4 separate regions of the Mus musculus genome follow, and regions 2, 3 and 4 are each linked to region 1. A link is a contact called in public HiChIP or PLAC-seq and promoter capture Hi-C data. All regions are on one chromosome and are shown on one strand. The core of a region is the stretch at or near the end of the contact, and the rest is flanking DNA. Distances in the headings are between cores, read along the strand shown.

Region 1 (4,882 bases), core at 775-3,274:
TATATAGTAAGTTGACAACCAGGAATAGTCATTACGAACCTCCCAACTAAGAAGGCTCATGCTTGGCTTGAGAGCCTTCTCCCTGCCTGTGAGCTCTCTGTCCTGTCCATCCTTCTCTCAGCCAGATGAGGAAGCAATAGGGCCTGTCCTTAGTTTAGTGGCCCTGCATTATCTATCACCAGGCCTTGGCAGAAGAAACAGGTAAATGTCTAGAAGCAGAGTCCCAGAGAGGATGATGAGAGGAATTGAGAGAGGGACCAGAGACAAAGTTCAAATAAAGGGAAAGTGATGGAAAGGGAAAGACAGTGGCAGGGGACAGGGGGACAAGGGACAGGCAGAGAAGACGACTGATATTAGAGCACTATCGCACAGTGGTGGGGTGACAAGGACTAATCAGATTTCCCATGTTTTAAAACGGCTAAGGATGTAGACAGGGAATGTTCTCGTGACGGGTCAAAAGTCGACAGGCGTGATAAATGAGCTTGCCTTCATTATTCCACTGAAATGGCACACACCCAGTTGTCACTCTGTGCCCTGTGCCTGCTGCATACATAATTTACAGCTAGGAAGCGACACCTGTGATTCCAACAGGAAGATGGAGAAGCCGTGCCCGTCTTCAACTGTGTATTAAGTTTGAGAGCAGCCTGGGCTGCAGGAGAGAGACCTTGCAGCAAAGACCAAACCCAAAACCAAAAAAACCCAAACCAATAAACAACAACAACAAAGCAGGCAAAAGTGCATCGGAGGTCAAGCCCACACACTGTTCTTTCACAGGACCAGAATTTGGTTCCCAGCCTCCGTGTGAGGCTTCTCAAAGCTGCCTTTAATTGCAGCTCTGCCAGATCTGACCCCCTCCTCTGGTCTCTGTAAACATGTGGTGTGTGTTCACATACACACAAATAAAAACAGAAATAAATCTGAAAAGGAGGGAGGGGCTGGAGAGATGGCTTAGCAGTCAAGGGCACTGGCTGCTCTTTCAGAGGTCCTGGGTTCTGTTCCCAGCTCTCAGATGGTGGCTCACAGCCATCTGTAATGTCAGTCCCAGGGGATCCAACACCTTCTTCCGGTGTCTGAGGGCACTACACACATAGAATCCATAGTACATGCAAGCAAAACACCCTTACACATAAACACATTTTAAAAATTAACAAACAAAATAAAAGGAGGCCGGAGAGATGGCTCAGCGAGTCATGGAGCTTGCCCCGAGTTTGATCTTCAGGACTACAGAACTCATATACAAGAAGAAGAGGGGACTCTAGAAAGTTGTTCTCTGATCTCCACATCCATGCTACAGCTTTCTGTGTCCCCTGTCTCACATGCATGTGCTCTCACACGCAAACACACACTCATAATAAAACATAAAATAACATTTAAAAGCAAAAACAGGTTTGGGAAGACAGCTCCATGGTTAAAGAACTTAACTGTACAGCCTTGAGAACCTAAATAAATTAAGTCATGTAAATTCCAGAAGCATGGGCCGCGGGCTCCCATGGCCAGTGTGATGCGAGTATCCCTGCAATGTCATGGTCACGGCGACACCCTGTGCTCATGCACACGCAAGCGAACACACAGACACAAACACAAATATACAGCCACACACAGAGGGGGAAAAAATGAAAACAGGAAAGCAAACAAAAACAAAAACGGGTAGATGTGGTGCACACTTTTAATCCCAGCAGAAGTTTCTGTGAATTGGATGCCAGCCTGGTCTACATTTGGCGTTCTAGGCCAGGAGGGGCCTGGAGAGACCCTGTTTTAAACGAATATATTCCCAACTATTTAAAAAAAAAAAACTAAAATTTGCATAATGAATTACCAAAATAATCAATAGTATAGTGTTACAGTGCATCCGCAGAGACCTCCAGGGTGCACGGAAACCGGTTTAGTAAAACGTTGATTAGAGCGAACAGCCCGCTGGTGGGGCCCGCGGCCGGCAGGGGCAGCAGCGCTCCCCAAAGCCCCGCCCCGCGCGCCTGGCCCCGCCCCGCGCTCGGCTCGGCTCGGCCGCGGACGCGCGCGCGCAGAGGGCGGGCGCAGGCAGCAGGTGGGCGGGGTGCGGCGGGGTGCGTGAGGCGGGGCGGGGGGCTGCCGGCTGCTCTGGGGCCGGCGTGGCGGCCCTGCGTACGGGCGCGCCATGGACTTCAACATGAAGAAGCTGGCGTCGGACGCGGGCATCTTCTTCACTCGGGCGGTGCAGGTGAGGCCTGGCACGACGCCGCTCATGGGGCCCGGATGTGGAGCGCGCCCCGGGCGGGCGGGCAGGCTCTCTGCAGCAGGAGCCCCTTTCCTGCAGCAGCGGCTGTGCGCTCTGGGTACAGCTAGGGCCCCTGTTCTCTTGTCCCCGAGCTGCTCAGGGGAGCTCCCAGCGAGGTCAGCTGCACCCCACTATGGCCCGGAACCCATGGGGGCCTGGGCTCCGGTGCCTGGGCGCCTGGCAGTGCCCGTTTACACTGACAAGTTTGCCCACTGCCCTGGTGCCTGCACAGCCCGGGAGGTGGATGCCCACTGGGTGGTTCAGGCCTCTCTGCACTAGTCTGCCTTCCTCCCCTCCCCCGCCCCAGGCCAGGCTGGCAGGTTGAGGGCCACACAAAAATACCCCAATCTCTTTTGCGAGCCTCAGTCTCCATACCCGTGCAATGGGCAGGTTGGTGCTAATGGTTGCATCCAGTCCCTTTCACACGCTTGGGGAGTCAGGCCGGAAGCCAGGAGTTATTTCCTTTCTGCTCTGCGGGAGGCTTGTTTCCTTTTACTTCCCAGGCCTAAAGGATGTCAGAAGGCTAGGATCTGGCAGGCTCTTTGGGTTCTGTCCAGGCCGGTAATGCTGATATTGGAACAAGTCCTAAACATTTGGTAGAAGAAAGAGAAACTGAGGCGAATTCATGTCTCAGCAAAAGGCTGGAGTCAGGATATGGATGGTAATGCTCCTCATGACCTTGGGGGACAGGAGAGCTTTACTTCAGGGCCTCTGTTTCTCGCTCTGAGAAATGGGGTGAGTGGCCCTCTTTCCTGGGTTGGCTGCAAGTGCAGTTGCTGAGGCTAAGTGCACCTGTGCATCCTGCAGTGACCTTGGACAAGCCATCTGAGCCTCACTCTGCCTTCTGTAAAGCAGGTATGAGGCTCAGCTGGGAGGCCCTGTCTGCTCCAAGGCCGGGGGTGGGGTTCCTGAGGTTTCTGTACCCCTGGTCTAACCCATCTCAGTACCCCAGGAATAAGTTCTGTATGCTGCCCTTGTTGACCTGCTAGGCGCAGCCTCCTCCTCTCCCCCTCAGAGGCCCATGTGGTCGTGTTTACTAGAAAGCACAGGTCTCCCCTGAGGCTGAGTGTCCCAGTGCGGATTGCCACTCCCTGTCCAAGCTTGGTGGGCAACCCCAGCACTAGAGAGAATACGAGGGCCTCTGAGCCTCCTCTGTCTCTTGCATGAGGGGGAAAGCCTGTCCCAGGGTTGGCATGGCAACCACACTATCTCACACATCTGGGAAGAACCTGATCTGCAGCTTTCCTGTCACTGCTGGGTCTTGCCATCTGACCTGGCCAGGCCCACAGAGAGGACTCGGAGGTAGTGGTGGCATACAGCTTCCAGGCCTCACTCTGCCTGATAGGGGCAGGCACACAGGTCACACTGGAGCTGCAGCCAGGGCCCAGGCCCAGGCTGGGGTGGAGGAGGGAGCTGGGAGTGTTATAAATAGAGACTTTCTGTGCTCCACACACCCACCCTCCTGCTGATGCCATTTTGCTGGTAACTGCCTTGGACTGTTTCAGGCACCATCCCCTTCCCCTTTGAAGACAAGGCACTAGGTAGCAGAGGCGGCAGGCACCTGTAGTGTGACCTAGAGACGCGTCTACCATGGGAGGGAGGCATCAGGAAGATGGAGGTGTTCTTTATTACTAAGGTGTAACAGCTCCGATGGGTCAGTGTCCCTGTGCCAGGCACCAGGACACACAAGCACACATTCCCTGTGTGGACCAGTGATAATTTTGAGAGACTCATCTCACCTGCATCCCAAAGGGAGCAAGGCCTCCCCAACTTGAAACCTAAGGACAAGATCCCTTCTCCAAGAGTGATTTTTTTTCAGGGTGGCGTCCCTCATAGAGGGCCCCAGAGTTGTGTCCGAAACAGCCAAAGACTGTGAAGCAGGCGCCAGGGGCAGAGTGGCCTCATCAGGGCAGGGAGGCCACACAGCACGCCAGAGTAGTAGGAATGCTATGCTTGTGGGTGGGTATGGGCGCCACCCTGCTGAGGAGCTTAGCAGTGACAGGTACCATCGCCAGGGCTTCACCCTCACCCAAGTCGAGCAGGAAGCAGTGGGTCAAAGTGGATGCCCAGGGCTCAGGAAAACCCAGTAAACATGTGAACCTGTATGTTTGGCAGCTTCCGCCCCCCCTCCCCCCCCCACTCCATGACACCACGGGGAGACTTTATAAGTGATGACACTGGCTAACACTACCCCTGGGCTGGGTGTGGCTCAGCAGGAGTCTTCTACTCCAGGACATTTGAGGCTCCAGGTTCCATTCCCAGAATTTCCAAAACGAAAACTGTTAAACCCATGCTCTACGCTGGCTGGCTGTTCTGTGAGGTGGGTTTTAGCTGCTTTCCAGGGAGAAACTGAGGCCCAGGGAGCTGCTGCCGCCTCTCTGGTCCTTTTCCTCAGCTGGAAAGTGGGACTCATCACAGCCTCAGAGGGCTGGGTGCTCTGGGAGGGCTGGGACCTGCTAGGATTTGGGTCCTTGGAGAGTTAGGACCACACGAAGGGACGGACAGGAAGGGACTGTGAAGACAGGGAGAGGCTGAGCTGCACAGGGAGCTGAGGGAGGAGGGAGGGTTAGAGGGAGGAGGGAGGCTTAAAGCGGGGAGAAGCCCAGGGCCTGCTGCATAATTGATAGC
Region 2 (4,882 bases), core at 1,759-4,258, 400 kb before region 1:
CAGACTGAGCCTATGTCTTGTGTCTCACCACTGAGCTACATCTCTGACAGTATTATTATTATTGTTGTTGTTGTTGTTTTATCCTGCTATTCACTATAGGTTGGCCTCAAAGTCAGGCTCCTCCTGTCTCTCTGCTGGGATTATGGCTGTATATAAACACAGTTATGAGTGTCAATTTTTTTAATCATATGTCAGATACTGCAAATTTTGGATATTTTTGTGTCTATGTAAACCTTCACCACTGTTCTGCAAGACAGTTCCCTGGAAACTAGCCTCCTTTCGAGTCTTGTTTTGTGACTTATCAGACAGGAGGTGCAGTGGTACTCAGTTAGGACTAGGTCTTGAACACCTCAGAAGCCACCCCTGCCCGGTGGCTAGAGAGCAGCAGCTCTGTCCACTTGCTGGTGTGAGGTGCTATTCACAAGCTCCAGTGAGCACTGTGTTCCAACCCTCTCTAATGGTTCTTATTTTGGTCTTTAAAAAACAACTGCATCAAGCCCACAAGGTGACTCAGTTGGTAAATATGTGTGCTGCCAAGTCTGGTAACCTGGGTTTATCCTCACAATTCACACGGTGAAGGAAAGGACCGACTCCTGTGAGTTGTTGTCTAGCTAGCTGGCTGAGGTTTGGTTAAGGAGTTCCTCATGACGAGTGATTGATGAAGACATCTGACCTTGACCTCTGACCTCTATAACAAGTGGGCACGGACTTGCATGAGTATCCACGTGAATGCGTACACACACTCACACAACAGGCTGGCTCACATAGACACTAAATAAATAATTTAATTAATTAAAAAAATGCAACCCCACCACACCATGTATTTCTTTTTGGCCCAAAGTGAGGCATTGGCCTCTTGAATCTACTAACCTTTCTCCCACCTCCCAGACATCCAGGCCCTTTTACCTCTGGCTGGGTGATACCCATGGGCACCCTGGGCTCCGGCTCACGCTCAGGCTCTGGCCCACTCATTCAGCCCATTCGGCTGAGCGAGCGAGCGAGCTACCAGCTTGCCAAGTTACCAGGGGCTGCTCCTCCTCAGCAGTGTGCATTCACACAGCTGCCCCAGATTTCTCAATTCTTTTGCTTCTTCAGTGTCAGCAAGGAGGTGAGGCCCAGCAGAGGAAGCCAGGGGTCAGGCCACCCGCCCTCCTCCAGGACTGCCAGACACAGCCACTGCTCCAGCCCGGTTTTACATGACAAAGAGGCTACTTACAGGGTCCTCATGGGTTCAACTGTCTCTTGATTACAAGTGGACACCTGCCTAAGACTGTTGGGAAACTGAGGCTCAGGAATAGGGTGACTGGGGGCAGGGTGCTCAAAACTCAGAGCCCACTATTGGGCTCACCCCAAAACTGTCACATACTCTACCAGGAAAGCAAGCTGCAGGGATGCAGGGGACCCAAGGTCAGTCTGAGGTCAGACCCTGTCCAGCCGAATTACTCATTAACTCCTCAAGTCAGGGCACTGAGTTAATGGCCTGTGGAAAGCTGGGGGAAATTCTTCCTGGGAAGGCAGAAGGACTGGCAAGAGAGGAACCCTACACATGAAGGAGAGGCTGTTATTCATCCTCACGCGTGTGCACAAACACACAAACACACAAACACACAATGCCACTCTGTCTAGCAATGGGCAGGGCCCTTGAGGCCTGGTGGCCTGGCTGGAGGATTTAACAATTTAGGGACCATCCAGAACGCTCTGTCTGCAGCAGAGGGTATATGGGACTAGTTGGTGACTTGGCCTGGAGAGGTGGCAAAGACCTGCAGACCCTACCCCAACTCGCTCAGCCCATTGCCCATGGCACACTCTGTCCCTCTAGGGTTGGTGGCAGCAAGCCAGCCTCCATCCACATCAGGGTTGGTCTCCAGTGTCACCGGTCTCCCTGAACCTCCAGTAGTCTGCTCCTGCACCATGTTTGTGAACATGGTTGTTCAGAAGGGGCCAAAGAGGCAAGCCATGAAGTGTGGGCTGGGAGCCCAGGAAGGACTAAGAGAGCTAGGGAGAGCTGGAGGCTTGTCCTGGCACCCATGTCGCTGAGGATGGGGTGGAGATGAAGAGAAAGGGTTGGAATGAGGTGAGGTCTTGGGAGCACACGGGCAGGAGACTACAGAGTTATGGACTGAATCTAGGCAAGCAAGGGCTCTTTGAGAGCGGGACTCCAAGGTGGGTTTAGGAATGAAGAAAGGGCTTCCTTGGAAAGTGGGCAGGGCACTTTTAAAGAACACTCTAGGGTTCAATTCCCTGACCTTGGAGCTGGGGCAGGCCTTGTGTGCGCACCTCTCTCAGAATCAAGGTCTCTGGGAAAAGCTCTTCAGCTGGAACCCTGCGTATAAGAAGCTGATGAAGCCTGAGCCCCCAGTGCTTTCTACACGGTGTGGTGGGTGTGGGGTGTGGCACCTTAGTTTCAGGGCCACACCTTCCTCCCTCCACCTCAACTCCTGGGAACTGCTAGACAACATTAGACAAAGGAGGTTTTTGCTGAAATGCAAACAAACGTTCTCTGGCCAGTCCAGCTCCTGGCGCTTGAGAATAGAATTCTACGCTGGACATTCCTTATGGGGGTGAGGGAGCTCCTGCCACTTCTCCCGTTTCTCCCTGCTGAATCTGGCCCTTCCTAGTGAGCCAGGGTTAGAATCTAGCTCGGGTCAGAACCCCGAGAAGGCAGGGAGAGGGGACCTGAGTCTTTCTGCTTCTCTCTCCCCACAGTCCTGGGACCACAGAGGCCCGCAGAATGGGGCAGCTGTAACCCCAGCCTGAGGACGAGGAGAAACTTGAGTGGCAGCCTAGGGTTGGGCGCTTCCAACAGAGGTGGGAGGAGGGGCTGTTTGTTCAACCCCGAGAGAGGGCGGAGCTGAGATTTCAAAGCCTTCACCATTTGTTAGCCTTCCCTGGGCCCAGGCTGCATTCCAGACCTGAGGGGGTCCTGCCCCTGAGAAACCCAGGAGACTCTAGTTACAGCCCAGCTGCGGAGCCCTGCCCAGCGGAAAGTCTGGTTCCTGCTTCTGGCTCCGGTCCAATTCCCACCCCCTACCGGACAACGGCCAATGCTTGCTTAGGCTTCTGGAGGAGACACACACCACTTTGCAGATAACACCGTCTGGGATTCCCCTGACCCCCAGAGTCTGAAACTGCTGCTACTGCTGTGGATCTGATCTCTGCCTAGCCAAACCTGGTCAGGAATTTGCAGGAAGGGGGTGGGTTGGACTGATTTTTTTCCTGCACAGCCCAAACCATGCTTTACTTTTTGAGATGGCATCTCATGTAGCCCAGGCTGGCCTCCAACTTGATCATTGTGAAGGTGACCTTGAACTTCTGATCCTCCTACTTCTACCCTTCCCATCTCTAGCATTGGTAGTACTCGGCGTGTGCTGTCCTGTCCTTTCCCTGTGCTTCCCCGACAAGTGGCCAAGCAAACATGTATGTGTGCATGTATACTTGGGGAACCCTGCTGGACTAGGAGTACAGTCTCTCTCCAAACCCCCCAGGGCCTGGAAACCAAGCTTACCCAGTATGCACTAAGTGCAGTCCAAGGAGAGGGGGAACACGGGAGATTCAGACTCTTCTTGTCTCCTGGCAATGGCTGGCTAACGGTGCTGTGTTCTGGGTCAGCGAGGCAGGGACTCAGTGTAGTAGTGCTGAAGTAAAGACATAATTAATGGACACAAGACCATGGATTCCACATTCAATTCCCAGCACCCACACAGTGGCTCACAGGATCTGCAATTCCAGTTCCAGGGCATCTGACAGTCTCTTCTGATCTTCTCAGATACCAGCCATAGACCTGATACACAGATCAGAAAGCAAATAAATATTAACTACAAAACAAAAAAACCAAGACTCTGGGTTCAAGTCCCAGCTCACAAGAGCCCTCTGAACTAGTAGGGGTTGGGACAGGACCAGCCTTGAACTTTACGCCTGCTCAACCTCCATCTGCTTCACAAATACAAGTCTCAACGCAGGGGACCACTGCCTTAGGCAATGGGAACTTGAGACTGAATGTCTGGGGGCAGGGACACACCTAGGCTTGGCCTTCAAGCTAAGAATCAGGTTTGTGGGATCCAAGGTAAGGCTGCCCCTTCTAGGACATTCCCCAAAGGTCTCTCCCTCTAGCTGGCTCCCCTACCATTAGCTTTGCGGTCAAGTTTGTTGGTTATTTTGGGACAGAAACTCATGGATCCTAGACTGCTTTAAACTTGCTACATAGTGGAAGGGAACATAGTGTTTGTGTGTATGAGTGCAGGCCCTCACATGCCACAGGGTGTGTGGAGGTCAGAGGGAAACCTCGGGTTTCATCGCCTTCCATCTTGCTTGGGGTGTGGTCTCTCTTGTCAATCACCTCTGCATAACGGATTAAGGTTGGCTAACAGAAAGCTTGTGCTGGGATTCCAGGCGCATGTACGGCTGTGCCGGTTCTTATACGGGTTCTGAGACCCAGGTTCAGAGACTTATGCTTGTCCCCAAGCACTTTACCCTCCAAGCCATCTTCTTAGCCCCCAACTTATTTTTTGAGACTGGGGAATTCATTGAACCTAGAGCCCAGTTGGCAAGGCTGGCAAGTCAGTGAGCTCTGGGGGCTTCTCCTCTCTCTGCCTTCTCAGCCCTGGAATTACAGATGTCGTGCCACCTGGATTTTCCATGGTCCTTATGTGTCCCAGGCAAACACGTTCCTAACCAAGAGATGTCCCCTGCACCTTGTGGCTTGTGGCTGCCGGGCGTAAGGTGCATGCCACCATGCCCGTTTTGTGCAAGGCTGGGGACAGAATCTGAGAATTCAATGGCAAGCCCTCTGCCAGGACTGCGCCCAGAACCCCCACTGTGCATACTTGTCAGATCCCACCCTAACTGTGCAGCAGAGTCCAGACACTGTGAGTCAGGAGTCCCA
Region 3 (4,882 bases), core at 238-2,737, 360 kb before region 1:
TTAGGAGGAAGGGGTCAGTGGGATCAGTCAGGAGAGGCACCCAAGGGTCGGGACCACGTGAAGGGTGTGACTGGCCTAGTGACTCCTTGGCCCCGGATTCTGGGAACCATTGCGACGGGGCAGAGGTCAAAGGCAAGGCAAGGCTGCCTGCTGCTCTGGGGATCCATGCAGGTACCCCACTGGGAGGGACTTTGACAATTAAGAAATTACATCTAGGGAAACTGAGGTCCAGGGGGTGTTATTCAGGCTAGGATGCATCTGAACATCTGCAGCAGTGCGTGAGGCTCAGTGCTGCAGGGGGCTGATGATCCCAGTCCCTCAAGGTTGGAAGAAGAGCCGGGATATCAAGGTCAAAGGTGAGGGGTTGCTAAGGAGAGCAGAAAGTCAGAAGGAGCAGAGGGGTCCACTCAAGCCCCACCCACTCTGCGCGTCCTGGCATTACCTCATCACCAAGCATGCCCATTGGCTGGCTCTCCTGGAGGCCGGCCCAATGCGGCGGAGCGCATTAACCCGTTCCTCCCAGCAAGCTGCGCTCTGCCCACACCACCCACCTCTGTGTCCCCCACGTAGCCTGCAGAGCCTGAGAGTTGAGAGGACCGGGGAATAGGTGAAGGAGGTGCAGTCCTACGGCCGCATAGTCCCATGGGTGCTGTGTAACTGGGACATCCCTGTCCTGTTCTGGGCTGTGTGACCTTGGACAGACTGCTGCACCTCGCTGAGCCTCGGTTTGTTTTTCTCAGCTGTAAAAAGAAGTGAATGATGTAACTCACGCCCTTCCTAATCCCTGCCATGTGCTTGACAAATGCGGGGCACACGTGGGCTCTGCGTCCCACGGTGCGCCTGAGTGAGCACAAGTGGTACCATTGGGAAGATGGGGTTTCGGGAGAGCAAACGGCTCAAGGTTACCCCGCCATCTCAGGGCTGCCTTTCTTACAGGCTTCTTCTGCTCTTCAGGGAAGTGTTGCTTCCCGCAGTAGAGGTGGAATTGTGCCCAGCTGCTCAGACCCCAGCAAACCCCCTGTAGTTGACCAGTGACAGAGGAGAGCCTTGTGGTCTCCAGGAATATAAGCTGGGACTGAACCCCCAATGGCAGAGGACCCCTGGGGCAAGCACAAAGAAAGGACTACTGGGAAGGACTGAAGCATAGCAAAGGGTTAGTCAGCTACTGGTCCAGAAGGCTGCTTCTCTGGACTTTGGAAATATGCAGAGACCCACAGGCCTGCCTGAGTGTTTACAAATTATAAATCAGGCTAGCAAGCAGCTAAATCAAATCCCTTCCCTCCACCCTGACAAATCCACCTTCCTTAGGAAAGATACAGGCCTCCAAGGCTGGGTTTGTATTTCTAGCTCCCGGGTTTTTCTGGTGCCCAGAAGGGAGCACACGGTGGCTAGCTTCCTCCCAGGATCCTCAGCTCTATCTACCACCTCTGCTTGTCCTCCGCGGGCTGTGCACACTCAGGACCGAGTGGGCACTGCAGGCTGAGAGTCAGCTGGGGCCACGCCCCTACAGACAGCCATCTGCTGGTCACCTGAGTGCTGAGAGTGCCCACGAGGCAGTTTAGACAACCCTCGGGGCCTCTGAGACCCGAGCTCCGGGGCTCCGACCACGCTGGTCTCTGAACCACCAGTCTTAAGTGGAGAGGTCCTGCCAAGCGCCCTGGGCTGCAAGTGCAGCTGGGGTGGTCTTCGCTGGAGCCAGGGGCTGCTCTCTTGGAATTTCCTTCTGCCCTTTGCTTCTGGCCACACCCACTCTAGCTAGATCGCCACCCCTAAGCCATTGCGGACTCTTCCCAAAGTTCCCGTTCCCACTGCTTCGGCCTGTGCTGTGCGCACCTACCCCTCTCTGCCCCCTCCCAGAGCTCCTCTCCCACATTCCCTGCCCACCTGGTATCCCTCCCTAAAGCCAGCCATGCAAATCTTCCTGGAACTCAGACCAGGCTGCTGCTTCCTTCAGCAACAGAACTGGCTTCCATGTTGAGTTCCCTGCCACAACGTGCCCCACTGATGGCCAGCTTCCCCTGGATGCCACCTTTTTGTCTCATCCCCCTGTGGCTCTGGGCTCCAGCCATTGGCCCCAGCTCTGATTAGGTAGGGCACATTCTGTTCCTTTCTGCGCTGGGTCTTTGCACTCTCCACTTGCTTGGCTTGGAGTCCTGTTTTCTGCCCCTCACCTCCTGGGGGTGGGGCGTCCCTGATCCCCACCCCCACTCCCAGCCCAGCAGAAATCACACAGCAGGAGCTGGTTATCTGCGGAGTATCCGGTGGCCAGCTAGCTTCCCCCCGTGGCCAGTGTGCAGCAGGAAAGCTGCCCGGCAGCCAAGCTTGCAGCTGCTCCTCTGGGTCTCAGCAGAATGCCCAGCATCATGGAGGACCACTGGGTGCTGGAGGGGATCTCTGGATCTCAGCAGGCCCCTGGGCTCTCTAGTCTTCATCAGCACTGCCTCCCGCACAGCCCCCTTTATAAAGGGACCTCATGTTTCCATTCTCCAGGACAAGGACACTACGCACAAAGGTTCTTTGACACAAAAGGCGAGTCACAGACCCAGATCAGAACCCAGGTGGTCCACCTCCCTCCTTCTAGCTACAGACCGAGGGGGCAATATCTTGCTGTGGGTCTTTGGGCAAATGTCTCAACCTCTCTAGTGGAAGCTTTGCTTTGTATAGGACTGGCCAGAAGGGTGGGTGATCATTTGAGATTCTTCCCAGTTAACATGGGGCTGGGGGTGCTGTGATTTGTGACCTTCAGACAGTTCCTCTGATGGCCTGACCTGCAGCTAGCACCTACCTCCAATCATTCTCCCAGGCTTCTCTATGAAGTGCACCCTGCTTCACTGCCAAGGAGACAAGGCAGGGAAGCCTGGTGGTTAGAACACCCAGCTTCAGGGTGGGCCAAGTGCAGATCCTGCCACCTCCTTAGCATAGCAGTGTGGCTTCAAAGGGTCGCTGTCCACCAGGCTCTTCATCTGTCACAACTCATTGAGCCCTGGGTGCTTCCTGGGTTGTGAGGACAACGCCAGCACTTGGCTGTCATGTCAGAATGGACACAAGGGCTTTGGTCCACCTGCCTGTGTTCTCAGCTTATCAGTCAAGTTAACCACGTGGTTGAAGAATGTCATCTCCACTCAGACGAGTTCCCCAAATCCAACTGAGAAGTTGGACCTGAGTACCTGGTCAGACCACCAAACTGTCCTGCCTTTCTGTCTCAGGTCTAGCCTGAGCAGCTATCACTCTGTCACAGGTCTAGCCTGAGCTGCTTTCACTTTGTCACAGGTCCCGCCTGTGTTGGTGTTAGCCTACCAAATCCAGGACTTGCCTTGGCTATCAGGTCCTGAGGTTCAGAGATACAAAGCTAAAGGTTTGGGGGGGCGCCGAGGCTAGTTATTCTGGGGTGAGGTGGGTAGGAATTGGAGCAGGGTTCTTGGTTTCCCATGCCATAAGATTTATATTTGTCACCTAAAGGTCCTCTCAACAGCACTGGGACACCACTCAGGTCCTCAGCAGGGCATGGAGACTTGTCTGAGCTCACAAGAAGGAGGGGAAATGCCAAGTTCTCTGTGGTTTTTAAACACATTTGTGTGTGTGCGCGCACACAGGTATGCACATGCAGGCAGAGGCCAGAGGTGTAGGGTCCCTTGGAGCTAGAGTTGTGGACAGTTGTCAGCTGCCTGATTTTGGTGCTGGGAACTGAACTCAGGTCCTCTGGAAGAGCAGCAACTGCGAACCACTGAGCCATCTCTCCTGCCCCTGCTCCCCTTGCGTTTGCTCTGAAACACCCTGCTTCCTGCCCAGGTAAACGCATGCACATCGTACTGAGACAGGGAATGGAACTGATAAAGAAAATTTCAAGATTTTCACAGGTCCATACCTAACACGCTCAAGGGATTCTTACTCCCCAAATCTTTCGTTTTCTTTTGTTTTCATTTTTTGAGTCAGAATCTCATGTAGCCCAGGCTAACTTTAAACTTGCTATGCAGCCAAGGATGACCTTGGATTCCTGGTCCTTCTGCCTCCATATCCTGAGAGCTGGAACTGCAGACCTAGGCCAGCCTGCCTGGTGTGATGTGGTGCCGTGGACAGAACCCAGGACTTTGTACGTGCTGGGCACACACTCTGCTCGTGGACCCACCATTCCTCGCTCCCAGACATGGTCATTAATGAGCATGGGGGCTCCTGGGTCACATCCCAGCAGCCTTCCCTCACACTGCCCTCATTCCCTTGTTTCCTGTCTCTGCTTGACTCTGGGTACACTGAGGGTAACTGGATCCTTGCTGCAGACCCTCCATGCATGGTTCAGGTCTAAGCGAGGGAGGGGTGATGCGGACCTTCCCACTCTTCTACAGTCTTGGTGTCTCCCAGCTCTACATGTGAAAGGATGTGCCCTGTTCTGAATCTGAGTGCTGGATTCCTGCTGATCCAAAGGAGAGGGAGGCCTTAGTACTCAAAGGAATGGGGCTTGGGGGGTGGGAGGTGGGGGTGGAGGGGTGGCTCGTCTGTAGGGGCTGGTTACACCTACATCTCTCATAAGCTCACTCACCTTTTTTGGCCATACAGGATTCCCACCATGACATTGCTGTGTTTTTACAAGGTAATTTTCAGTATTGTCCCATTTTACAGATGAAAAGGTTGAGACTCAAGACAGAGATTACCTTAGGGCTGTAACTTTAAGCTGCAGTTGGGGTCAGATGAGTGACTGAGTGTGGGTAAAGGTTGTTTACAGGAAGAATAGTTCCTGGATGGATGGAGCATGGGGCCAGGACAGTGATAATTGTGAGGTTGAGGGAGTAGAGGCCAGTCTCTGAACCAGAAAAGCCTCTATCAGGGTTTCTGCCCTCAGAGGAGATCCACCAGGGGACAAGGCTGGAGGCCATGGGAGGCCTGACTG
Region 4 (4,882 bases), core at 1,700-4,199, 330 kb after region 1:
CTTCATACTGACAGACACGAATGACCCGACGATATGCTATGCTATTCAAAGAGAAGAAACCAAATGAATACACCAAAGGGAGGCGGGGCAAGAGCATATCGAGACAGACATGTGCCGTAGATGCCAGCCTGGCACTGGGTAGGAACCAGGGGCAGCTCAAGGGGTGCTGGGCCAGGTGGGACAAGGCTTGGGAGGAGCCACAGGTGAGGAAGCATGGCACTGCACAGAAACAAGAGCAAGAGCAGCAGACAGCATAGGGTGGGGGAAGCCTGTGGTAGGCAGGCCAGATGCTGCAGTCCTTCCCGCCTTGCAAAGCCTACAGTCTCAATGGTTTGGGCAGATTTCTGTGGTCACTACTCCTTCACATGCCTCAGTTTCCCCCGAGACCTCATAAGCTCTAGTTAAGCCTCTTCGTCTGGACTAGTTAGTAGCATGAGTGGATAGGGGATGGCTTATGGACAGGCTCCTACTGGGACTGGGAGACAGCCCTGCTCCTCCTGAGGCTCCTCCAAGCCCTGTCTCTATAACCTTGTAATGCTGGGCATTTGCCTTTTTCTAGGGTAAACAATTCTGGCTACCCTCCCCCAGGGGAAGGCAGGACTACCTTAGTCCTAACTAAGAGGGCTGCAGAACTTCCCCTCAACTGGACCTTGTCCTCAGTCTAAGCTCCTAGGATAGCCATCCAACTTCATATGCCCACTGACCTCTGGAGCTTAATGTACATTTTTTGTCATCGTGGGAAAACAGGCAAAGAGGGAAAGGCAATCCAGTTCTGGTGACCAGGCATGGACAGGGTCCTCAGACTTGACTCTGGCTTCCTAGCACAGCTACAGTCCCTACCTTGAAAGAGGGGAAGTGACACCCCCTACCCCCCAACACTATGGGTTCTTCTAGCAGGGACAATGGGAATGGACAAGGTGGACAGGAGGCCCATCCTGGGATCTTTTGCAAGCCAGGCCACTGGGGACAAGGGACAAAGGGACAAGCACACAAGACACCACCACACCAGGAGCCCGGAAAAGAAGGCAATATTAACCCGTCGAGGAGATACGTTCTATGGAGATCCAAGTGTCCAGGAGCCGTGGTAGTATCCACATACAGCAGCAATCAGGATGATGTAGAAAGAAGAAAATACAGAACATTAGCACTCTTCTGCCCGAGCCTGTGTGCCAGGTGTGACTGGTCTACCTCCCTTGGGACAGTTGCCAACATCGTCTTTGGGGCAATGAACCATGCAGAGCCCGCTATTGCTATTGCTCTGGAAACCAATCAGACTATGATAGTCTTAGTCTAAGCAGTCCTCCCCACCACCCCATTTTTTCTGAGGAAACAGGGTTTTGCTATGGCCTCAAATGGCACAAATAAATATGAACCAAGTTGGACTCTAGTTCACAGCCATCCTCCTGGATTGTGGAATTACAGATGCCAAACTGTAGCCAGATGCCTGGCTAGGGACCAGGTTTCAAACAAGCTCCCTGTGTCCCAGAGCTGGAGGCTTGGCATCCAGCTGCCAGGAGCACCACAGTCCCTGGCTAGCTCTAGAGGGCAAGCACCTTGTTTCCTGGATCCACTGGTGGAAGGCGTTGGCATGCTGGGCAAATTCTTGGCGCAGCTTGTCATTCTCCTCCTGCCGCCGCTGTTCCTTCTGCAGCTCCAGTTCTCGTTCCTGAGACAAAAGGGAGGCAGGTGCTGTTACCTTCGGTTGCTTCTTGAGCCTCAGATGGGCTCAGCATAACATGGTTCTACCCTGGGAAAGGCTAGTGGTACTTAAGGAAGGGGGCAGGAAGTCCTACTGAAGCTGGCCCTACACAAAGCAGCCCAGAGGCAGGGAGTACAGGTTGTTAAATGGCTCGCTAGTCAGGCGTACCTTAATGATCTTCTGGAGGTTTCTCCAGGTCTCTTCCAGGGCCTCCATCGTGAACCAGGTATAGGGGTTGGAGGCCACCCGGAAACTCTTGATCTGGCGGTCCAGCTCGGCTAGCTGGTTGAAGTCAGCCTGTGCAGAGCTGAGGGATGAGCGGAAGGCATCGTGAGCCTCTCGAAGGGCTTTGATTTCTTCCAGAGAGTTGCAGCGCACTGGGTCTGTGAGGTCTTCCTCTGCATTCTCAAACCAGCTATTGAAAGCCGATGCCTTTTTGGCAAAGGTCAGGAAGAGGTCTTCTACCTAGAAGTAGAGGGGCAAAATGCCAGTGGGTGAGGAAGTTTTGGGAATCAACGAGTAGGGTCTGCTGGGGGTCTGGTGCACTCTGCCCATCTCAAAATCTTCCTGACTAGTCTTCTGCCTGCTGTTCCTCAGCACGAGCTATGCTTGTCCTGGGAGGGTCAAAGGATAAATTCGCCCAAGTTCAAGGGCCCCATATGCCTCAGGTTCCACTGAGGTTCCTTCTTCCTCCCAGGATGGCGGCACAGCGAGGCACATGGGTCTACCGTCCATCCCACCGAGCCAGCTCAATCCTACCCTTACCTTACGGAAATGACTCTGGGCCTCCAGCAACTTCTTCTTCCGGGTAGCTGAATTGGCCAACAGCTGGGTCCACCTCTTCATGAGGGAGGCATGTCGGGCCTCGATGGCCTTAGACTGAATGTGCTTGGCAGCTAGCAGCTGGTCTTTGAGGGCAGTGATATTGGCAATACCCTCCTGCTGGAAGGCCTGCAGGCCAGCATCAAATGTCTCCTGCAATGACAGTCACAAGCCAATTGCATGGACTACAAAGTGTGCCTGAGCTCAGATGGCAGGAGGAGAGGCCTACTTGGTGGCTGACTTAGAGCTCCACCTCCTACTAGCATTCAGTCACACATCCTGATTGCCTCAGACCCCAGACCGTGGCAATGGTTACATCTTTGGCCTTAAATAAACTACTCTTTTCCAGCATTCAAGCTGTGGGCAAAGCTGTGTGTGGCTCAGAGCAGACCAGTCGTTCCCATGCCAGCACTCAGAATTTACTCAGAATTTACTCTTGCCTGCTGAAGTACGGCAGGCACTTGTGTCTGAGCCCTGCCAGCTCGTCATGCTGCTGCACATGTGCCCAGGACTCAAGTGTTTATTATTGTCTGACCATGGCCACAGATTTGGAAGGCCAACTGACCTGTTTTGTGAGCAGAGTTTGGACAGAAGACAGATCTCGGCCATAGTCATCTGTTTTCAAGCTGTTCTCCTTTTCACCTGCAAAACAAAGCATCTAAACTGTCCCAGCCCCTCACAGCCCTCAAAATGGCAGATGGAATAAGTTACTGACAGCTTCCTTGCACTCACCCAGCTGCCTACTTCCTGCACCCACCACCCTGCTGCAGCTGGACCCTGACTGGCCAGGACAGCTGGCAAGCAGTTCTCATGTGACCTGACCCTTTGGTGAGCCCACTAGTACTTCGGTCTTTGTTTTGCTCCTGTCAAAAGTTTGCAGGCCCTTGTTTGGTGAACCCTTATGCCAATTTGGCGTAGGCACTGCTGTGGCAATTCTGACTTCTGGATGTCTTTTAGTATTTAGCAGCTAGGCCTGTCCTGCTGCCACTCTCTGAGCCCATGTGCTATCAGTCTCTTCTCTATTGCACAAATCCAACTGTGTGCTCTCCCCTCTTCTTAGCCTATGAGAGTTAAAAGCTTTGGGTTTGCTGAACCCACTCACCAATCCAGGACTCTACCACGTCAGCCTTCCAGTTGAACTGAAGGAAGGCTGAGTTCTCATCCAGCTTTGCTTTCCTCTGAGCTGCTGCTTTCTCCAGATCAGACACCTTTCCATTCAGACCCTTCATCTTTGAAGAGATGTTCTCCTCATGGTGATTGTTCTAGGCCAGGAAAAGAAGCAGAAGTTAGTTTTGCCTCCAGCTGCAGTCACCTATCTGCAGCAGGTTCCCAGACAAACGCTCAATCTCTGTCCTGTGGGCTATCTGCGTCCTAAGGATGATACTGAAGGAAGATCTCAGCGTGACGACCTGGGACTAGCAATCCAATTCCAGGAATCAGTGCACAGAAAGCATGAGGAGGGCGCACAGTGTGAGCAGTGTGAGCACTAGTGGTTCATTATTGTCACTATTATTACTTATGTATTTTGAAGATTTATTTATTACACTGATGCTGTCTTCAGACACACCAGAAGAGGGCATAAGATCCCATTACAGATGGTTGTGAGTCACCATGTGGTTGCTGGGAATTGAACTTAGGACCTCTGGAAAAACAGCCAGTGCTCTTAACCACTGAGCCATCTTCCCAGCCCTCTTTTTTAATTTTTTTTTCAAGACAGGATTAGCCCTGGCTGTCCTAAAACTCACAGAGATTCTTCTGCCTCTGCCTCCTAAGAGCTGGGAAATACATTTAAGACATCAGAGAGAAACCCCACCGACGGTAAAGGAAGGAGAGTTTGTGCAGGGCAAAGCAGAGAGCATTACAACGTAGTCACCTCGGGTCTGAAGGAGCTTCTCGCTCTCATTGGCCACAAGTCCCGAGTCCATGCTGGACTCCGGTTTCATGCTCTCTGCGGTGATTAAGGACAGGAGAAAAGCTCTCTGTGGAGAAGCCTGGCCACCTAAGAATTTTTGTTACACAGATGCTAGGCAAAGCATCTACCAATCAGGGCACCAGCCTAGCCCCAATCTCAAGTTTCCTAGTTACTAAGATGAAGCTTTGTGTAGGGAGCACGGAGCACGCACACTTGTGTTGTCTCAGACAGGGAAGGCTTGAGGGCCTGGGGTGGCTGCTGGCAGGCTGTAGACTGACAGCACAGCCCTGGCCTAGAGCTGAAGTTGTGGAGGCCTGGACTCTCCACTGCTCTGAAAATACCTAGACTTTGCTGTTGTTGTTTTTTTTTTTACTCCCCCCCTCCCCCCGGAAAAGAGTCACCAGTAACTAAATTGGCCATAACCTACAGAGCTATGCAATTCTCCTAAG

The links. Promoter capture Hi-C pulls out the DNA fragments that hold promoters and counts their contacts. HiChIP or PLAC-seq counts read pairs in DNA pulled down with a chosen protein or histone mark.
Region 2: a contact with region 1 is called in a FOXA1 HiChIP or PLAC-seq map of pancreatic cancer cells. The contact joins the enhancer-like site here to the promoter of Sh3glb2 in region 1. A contact is called at or near these places in 1 of 39 promoter capture datasets (neural stem cells), 3 of 115 datasets of contacts at active chromatin or transcription factors (bone marrow-derived macrophages, large pre-B cells and pancreatic cancer cells) and 1 of 9 other capture datasets (adipose tissue).
Region 3: a contact with region 1 is called in an H3K4me3 HiChIP or PLAC-seq map of bone marrow-derived macrophages, with 3 times the contacts expected there. The contact joins the enhancer-like site here to the promoter of Sh3glb2 in region 1. A contact is called at or near these places in 1 of 484 Hi-C or Micro-C datasets (muscle stem cells) and 5 of 115 datasets of contacts at active chromatin or transcription factors (bone marrow-derived macrophages, effector CD8 T cells, epiblast stem cells and 2 more).
Region 4: a promoter capture Hi-C map of embryonic stem cells shows a contact between it and region 1, with 3 times the contacts expected there. The contact joins the enhancer-like site here to the promoter of Sh3glb2 in region 1. A contact is called at or near these places in 15 of 39 promoter capture datasets (the 3T3-L1 cell line, the C10 cell line, the HPC-7 cell line and 9 more), 3 of 484 Hi-C or Micro-C datasets (bone marrow-derived macrophages, liver and stem cell-derived neural stem cells), 1 of 115 datasets of contacts at active chromatin or transcription factors (bone marrow-derived macrophages) and 4 of 9 other capture datasets (adipose tissue, embryonic stem cells, liver and 1 more).

What each region holds. Positions count from the first base shown.
Region 1 is chr2:30,356,458-30,361,339 of GRCm38.p6, reverse strand. Sh3glb2 (SH3-domain GRB2-like endophilin B2) reads left to right here and starts at 2,024. Exons shown (of 12, transcript NM_001289709.1): 1 at 2,024-2,197. The coding sequence starts at 2,135.
Region 2 is chr2:30,756,612-30,761,493 of GRCm38.p6, reverse strand. No RefSeq gene overlaps it. Among named protein-coding and RNA genes, the nearest start is that of Gm39783, 12 kb to the left of the region's middle. Within about 2 kb of position 3,008, at least 173 of the 459 cell types and tissues checked have an H3K27ac peak or open chromatin away from gene starts, as enhancers often do. A contact at or near this core is called in adipose tissue, neural stem cells and pancreatic cancer cells, where this site is marked.
Region 3 is chr2:30,714,071-30,718,952 of GRCm38.p6, reverse strand. It overlaps Gm14488 (a long non-coding RNA gene), which reads left to right. Exons shown (of 4, transcript XR_866106.3): 3 at 4,552-4,585. Among named protein-coding and RNA genes, the nearest start is that of Gm14488, 4.7 kb to the left of the region's middle. Within about 2 kb of position 1,487, at least 132 of the 459 cell types and tissues checked have an H3K27ac peak or open chromatin away from gene starts, as enhancers often do. A contact at or near this core is called in bone marrow-derived macrophages, muscle stem cells and pancreatic cancer cells, where this site is marked.
Region 4 is chr2:30,023,803-30,028,684 of GRCm38.p6, reverse strand. It overlaps Sptan1 (spectrin alpha, non-erythrocytic 1), which reads right to left. Exons shown (of 57, transcript NM_001177667.1): 46 at 3,624-3,783; 47 at 3,087-3,163; 48 at 2,465-2,674; 49 at 1,868-2,164; 50 at 1,554-1,666; 51 at 1,037-1,054. Among named protein-coding and RNA genes, the nearest start is that of Wdr34, 23 kb to the left of the region's middle. Within about 2 kb of position 2,949, at least 4 of the 459 cell types and tissues checked have an H3K27ac peak or open chromatin away from gene starts, as enhancers often do.